Linked DNA regions of Mus musculus: region 1 is linked to region 2. Evidence: chromatin contacts called from public promoter capture Hi-C data. All regions are on one chromosome and are shown on one strand. Each heading gives the region's core, a stretch centred on a gene start, on an enhancer-like site or on the middle of the called end of the contact. The rest is flanking DNA. Distances are from core to core; before and after follow the strand shown. Region 1 holds the start of D16Ertd472e (DNA segment, Chr 16, ERATO Doi 472, expressed). Region 2 overlaps Usp25 (ubiquitin specific peptidase 25).

The links. Promoter capture Hi-C pulls out the DNA fragments that hold promoters and counts their contacts.
Region 1: a promoter capture Hi-C map of hippocampal neurons shows a contact between it and region 2, with 4 times the contacts expected there. The contact joins the promoter of D16Ertd472e here to the enhancer-like site in region 2. A contact is called at or near these places in 7 of 39 promoter capture datasets (the 3T3-L1 cell line, the C10 cell line, the HPC-7 cell line and 3 more), 4 of 115 datasets of contacts at active chromatin or transcription factors (astrocytes, fibro-adipogenic progenitors, large pre-B cells and 1 more) and 1 of 9 other capture datasets (liver).

The regions. Positions count from the first base shown.
Region 1 is chr16:78,575,119-78,578,279 of GRCm38.p6, reverse strand. D16Ertd472e (DNA segment, Chr 16, ERATO Doi 472, expressed) reads left to right here and starts at 1,592. Exons shown (of 5, transcript NM_001252439.1): 1 at 1,592-1,856; 2 at 2,226-2,359. The coding sequence starts at 2,233.
Region 2 is chr16:77,033,160-77,036,211 of GRCm38.p6, reverse strand. Usp25 (ubiquitin specific peptidase 25) reads right to left here. Exons shown (of 24, transcript NM_013918.2): 2 at 2,232-2,309. Among named protein-coding and RNA genes, the nearest start is that of Usp25, 21 kb to the right of the region's middle. Within about 2 kb of position 1,276, at least 51 of the 459 cell types and tissues checked have an H3K27ac peak or open chromatin away from gene starts, as enhancers often do. A contact at or near this core is called in hippocampal neurons and neutrophils, where this site is marked.

The sequences.
Region 1 (3,161 bases), core at 343-2,842, 1.5 Mb before region 2:
CCATTGTTGGGTTAGTTGGACTACAGACTGTAAGTCATCACAATATATACATTCCATAAGTTCTGTCACTCTAGAGAACCCTGACTAACACACCAGGAGAAAACAAACAAACTTAACACATTTACTGCAACATGGGAGCTGGAGACAGGGAGATCATGAGAAGCCCACTGGCCCACTAGCCTACACTACACACCTATGAACAGCAATGAGGCCCTTTCTCAAACAAGATTTAAAAAAAAAAAATGAGGACAGACATCTGAAGTTGTCCTCTGAGCTCCACACACATGCCAGGATATGATCATGCACACATCATACACACCACATATACAAACATACACATACAAATATAAACTTTGTAAAAATCACTTTAATTAAATAAATGAGTAGAATCCAAAATGCAAGATATTTAACACACCCCAAATTTTAATATGCATAGGGGGCAGGGACCTATAAAATATTCATTATTATTATTAATGGGGGGGCGTGTCCTGGTGACTGTGGGACACTCTTGGAGGACAGCTTTGTGGAGTTAGTACTTCCGTTCCACTGGGAATGGAGCTCAGGTTGCCAGGTTTGCCATAGCAAACACTCCCCCTCCCCCATCCCACCTCATGCCACCCCCGCTGAGGCACCTCAGGTCCATGGATCTGGGGGTCTTTTTCAGAGCAAGGTATTGATTTCTGGATTCTGCATTTGTAAAAACGCCACATGGGGTCTTTGAGTCATCCACCACACTTCGGTAGCATGGGCACAGATGACTTTTTTGAGTCCTTGATTAGTGGCTTTACCTCCGCAGCCTTGAGTTCAAGCTCCAGTTTTTGTTTCTAAGAAACTGCGATAAAGGGTTAGTCACCACTAAACTGCAAGAGCCGAGTTTCCTGTTTCTCTTCTGTGGACTGTTGAGAAAGACTAGCATAGCAAACGTAACTGAAAGTATTGCGTAGACTTGTGGCCTAGGCAAGGCTTAAGGAGTCAAGCAGATGATGAAAGTACATTTACATACTAAAAAAAAAAAAAGTTTAGGAAAGGGGTAGACTTAAAAACAAGAGGCGGAGCCTCGGGAATGTTTTCCGTGGATGTGCATGGGAGGTACCACATCGTGATACATAATTCGAAGAAAAGATGCTCTGCTTCTAGAATTATACCTAAATCGGGATATCTGAATTATCAACTTTTATCTCATTCAGAAAGTCAACCAACATGAAACAGGAGTTCAAGGATAATACTTGGTTCAGGCTCCTGGTTTTGAAGCAATACACTCCCCACGCGTGTGTGCCTTTCTCCTCCTCCACCCCTCAGGCTTAGCCGTGGGCCCATTCCTGCAATCCGCAAGTGGCTGGAGTTTTCAGGGGCTGCAGGGAGGCGGGCCGGACGGGTCCATGTGCGCCACGCGGAGGGGAGCGAGATGCTCTCCGCGGAGGCGCAAGAGGATGCGCACGGGGGCGCGGGGCGGCGCGGGGCGGGCGGAGGGCGGCTACACTCCCTGCGCTAGGGTGGCCACGTGGGGCCCTGGGGCTGTGGGCTGGCCCGGCCGCTCTCCCCGTGGGCGGCTCGGGGTGGCGCAGGCGGCCCGGGCGGGGCGGAGCGCGCTGCTGTCTGCGCTGCGGCGCCGGCGGAAACAATAGTGCGGATCGGATCGTGGCGCGCGGACGGTGGCCCGCGGAGCCGGACGGTAGAGGTCCTTCTCTGAGCCGCTCTGGTGCTCAGGACCAGTGCCGGGACGGACGGACAGACGAGACGGATCCCACGCCGTGCCGGACGCCCACGATCCTCGAGTGGCGTCCCCGGGACCCTCCGGTCCGTGGCTGAAGAGTCTCCGACGTGAGCCGATCCTTCCCGGGTGTCCCAGTCCCCACGTGCGTCTTGCCGCGGCGGAGCCGGGGAGCCGGGTAACCGAGTTAGCGGGACGCCTCCAGACGCTCACCCAGAAGTTGGCAAAGCCGCGTCCCAGCGGCTCCTTCTGGCCACAGCGACCGACCCGAAGTTGGTTGACAGGCCGGGTGTCTGCCGGCGCGACCCGGGAGGCGGGTGTCTCCTGTGGGCAGCCCTTTTGCTTTTTCGCAGTAAAACTGTGATACTGTAACTCCAGGTATGGCGATGCTTGCCTGACAGGGCTGTTGCAAACGCCTCCTTTTTCGGTTTTTGGGGGGGTTTTTGGTCGGTTACTGCAGGCCATAAGCAAGTTTTTGCCGTTGTGTAACTTGCTCCTTTCTCTTTCCTCATAGGGGCACTATGAACGAAGAGGAGCAGTTTGTAAGCATTGACTTGAATGATGACAACATTTGCAGTGTTTGTAAACTGGGAACAGACAAAGACACGCTCTCCTTCTGCCACATTTGCTTCGAGCTAAATCTCGAGGGTAAGGATTCTGCGGTTTTAACTGCGTGCCGCGTACTACTTTGTGCAACTTAGGCTGAGATGTTTGGAGGTAACACTGCAACTGCTTGAAAGCCTAGAGATTGTCCTAAGTGAAGATCTGCTAAGGGTTTCTGGAAATGAAGCCAGAGTTAACAATAGTTATGAGTCGAGGGAAATGTTTGTCTTTATAACAGAATGTTAAGCTCCTTTTAACTAATATGAAATGAAGTGCAGGTATTGTCTGATAAACATTTAAGAATCAACATGACCGTACACGTGGGCAGATATAATTTTACTCCTTTCTGCCAAACTTAGTCTCTATTTTTCCCATCATGTGGTGAATTTTAACTAACTTTTATTTTTTTAAGTTGTTTATATCAGATTTTAAATAACTTCCTTTAATATTAATAATCTTTTTAAAAAAGGACTTTTCAATTCTTTCGATGCCAGTACCATTGTGAGAATGTGTAAAAGAAATGCTTGAGAAATTAAACCTTTTGCTGAAGGTTGTGTTGGGTACACAGATAACTGGGTCCTAGATGTTTCCAGGAAACATGGGCTGTGAGCTTTCTATTTGCACTGTCACAGTGAAACCCCAAGTCTTTTGGGGTATCTATGAGTCACACTGAAGAAGAATCTTAAAATTTCCCCCAAAATAAAAATTTGTGTATAACTTGAATTTTGAGGTTCTAATGTGTCTGTCAGTAGAGAAAGATCTTACTAGATACTAAATATTTTGAAATACCTAGATGCTTAAGGGCTTGGTTTCAAAACAACATTTCATTTTGTCTTTAAAGACTTTC
Region 2 (3,052 bases), core at 27-2,526:
TCCAAGAGGCACCTTTAAGAGAGGCCACTGTCAGGCAAGTACACTGCTCACCAAAGGAACTGCAGTGAAGACTGAGGAAGTATTTACTGTGTGTCAAGAAACCTGCTAAGTGCTTCAACCCAAACACAGCAGGGATTTTACAACCTGGTGGCTATTCAGCCTGTATAACTAAGTATAGATTCTTGTTATGGTTTGGATCTAAAATGTAATTCACAGGCTCCTGAGTTGGAAGACCAGTACCCAGCTGATGGCAACATTGGGGAGGCTGAGTGACTTTCTCAGGAGTCAGGCTGTGTAAACTCAGGGAAGTGTGGACGGGGAGGGTCTCCCAGCTCTGCTTTCAGGTCTGCTGAGGTGTGAGCAGGCACCCTCACGCTCCTGCCACTGTGAATCCCCACCACGAGACAGCACTCGTAAACTGAGCCGAAACTGAGCCGAAACGAATCCACCCTCCTCTCTTGGCTTTTTAAAAGCTATGTGTGTGTGTGTGTGTGTGTGTGTCTGTGTGTGTCTGTGTATGTGTGTTTATGTGTACAGGAGTGCAGTGCCTGCAGAGGCCAGAAGAGGAGATCTGACCCAGTAGAGATGGAGAAAGCCAATAATGTGTTAGGAACCAAAATGCAGTCCTATGCAAGAGCAGCCAATGCTCATCGCCTTGAGCCACTTCTCCAGCCATCCCAAGTTCCACTTGTCAGGTATTTGGGCAGGGTTAAGGGAAGTAGCTAGTAGCATGTTCAGCTTACAGTGATGAAGTCAGTAGCTGTGGTTCCCAACACAAGGGACTTCTTGGTAAGAGAATCAATTCATTACTAAATCCCTTGAGAAATCAGAAAGGCTATCAGTTGGGGTTTAAATGTCCTATTTACTCTATCACCTAACTTGAAATGTAAGTTTGTGAAGAAGAAAAACCGCTTACACTTAAGGAATGTGGACAAGACTTAATTGATCTATATTTCTCAAATGTAAAACAGGGAGGGGGTCTCCTCCAAATGCACATAGCCAAGTGATGGGCTACACCCTCACCCTCACCCTCCACCCTCCATCCTCGGTGATCTCCTGGGAAAGGAGTGGGTTGGTCAGGTATTTATCAGAATGAAAGAAAGACGTGCTCCTAAGAACTGAGGGACTGCACAGTGCTGCTTCCTCCAATGACAAGATGCACAGCTCTGTATAAACTCCTGCCAGCATCCTTCTGGCAAACAGGACAAAGCAGCAGCTCCCACCAGAGCAGCAGACACAGCCTTAGTCAGGCACCGGCCGATGGCTGCTGTAGCTCCTGTTTCCAGCCTCTCCACACGCCGCTGTGTGATTTGGAGTGGGTTACTTAACGGTTTAGGTTTCGTCATTTTCAAAGTGGGGAAATGGAAGTATTTATCTCTTGGAAATATAAGACTAAATGAACAAACCCACATGAGGAACTGAAACGCAGGTTGTTGCTATCATTGGTGATATTTGCTCATAACCATCAAAAACTTTAAAATCGTAAACTATCTCTGGAAATTAAAGCTCTCTAGCTCAGAATCAGGGACCGTTTTGACTTTTTCTCTCATCGATGAGTTACAAAGGCTCCCATCTATGCCTGTGACTAAGGTGATAAAAATGTTCCATACAAATGAGCTCAAACTACAGTTCTATTTCAAGCATACACTTCATTGGCTTCATCCTTCTCCCTGTGAGCTAGCCACGGGATTTGACTCATCTGAGCAGCTCCATAAGGAAATGAGAGTGTATCTAGGATACAACCAAATGGCACGTTGGCTTTGATGCACACGCTACTGAAATTTGAGGTGGAATATCCTTACAGCATGCTTAACTAAATGAAGTTATCATGAGCAACATGATAGGTGAAAGCAATATATATTTCTCAGTCTCAGAAAGAAAAAGAGGTAAGCTGTGGGCCCTATTGCTTCTCTAATTTGTGTTCCTTCTTCACATTGTATTTTAACCCATACACTGAACCGCAGTCATATACTAAATCATGGTTGAAAAACATTATTCATGAGCACTGAAATTATGCCCTACCATTCTGCAGAAAAAGTATCTGCTATAGAGGGGCTACACACCACTCCAAGGTAGCAGGAATTACTTGTTTACAATTGCAACACACAAAATGAGGCTCTCGCTTTATAAGAGACTGCTTTCCCGTCTCTACAAATATATGGTTTAACTAATACAGTACACAAGAGAGAGAAAAGTACGCCGCAGATGTAAGCTGTAAGCTAAGGCCATACCTTCAGGGCTTGTTGGAGTATCTGGGCGTCATTAATCCCAGTAATTTCTCTCAGCTGATTCAAAAATGTCTGCTGGTGCTAGAGGGCAGAGAAGAAATCAGAATTATTACAGTAGAAACAATGAACCTATTTTGTTTTTCTTTTTTAAGAAAAAGAGAAAAAGAAAGAGGAGAGAAGAGAAGAGGTAAGCCTTGGAAGACACAGAATAAAAACACCACTCTTTTGAACAAGGAAAGACACCACATATCAGGGAGCCCTGCCGCAACTCTGACGTTTCTCTACAGCTGCCTTCTTTAAGACAGGGCATTACTATGTAGCCCTGGTTGACCTGGAACTCGGTGAAGATCAGGGCAGACCTTGAACTCCCAGGCATCCACCTGGGATTAGAGGTGAGTGCCACCACGCCTGGACTCTCGTTTTTCATTCCCAGCTTCCAGAGTTTCCCAAGCAGCTTCCGAGCTCACAGTTTTCAACCTGTCTTCATCGTCTCAGATCATGCCTCTGCAAGAATCTGAACCTGTTTGAGCTGGGCGCACTCCTGGGATGGTTAGGAGATGTGCGTGTATGTCACAGGCTGCCTATGAAACCAGCGAGTACATCTCAGGGTCCAAGGATGCAGCCAATGACAAGAAGACCCCCTGATCCTCCAACCTCACTGCCATAAAACAGCCTCAGTAGAACTGGTTTGGTCCACTTCAGTCACTTCCCTCCACAGTGTGTGAGACTAGGGAATTTCATAACCTGGACGGCACAAGATTCTACTACCAGTGCTTGCAAAGATCTTCAATCAGCAATTCCCACTGCATGCCCTTCTATTTTAT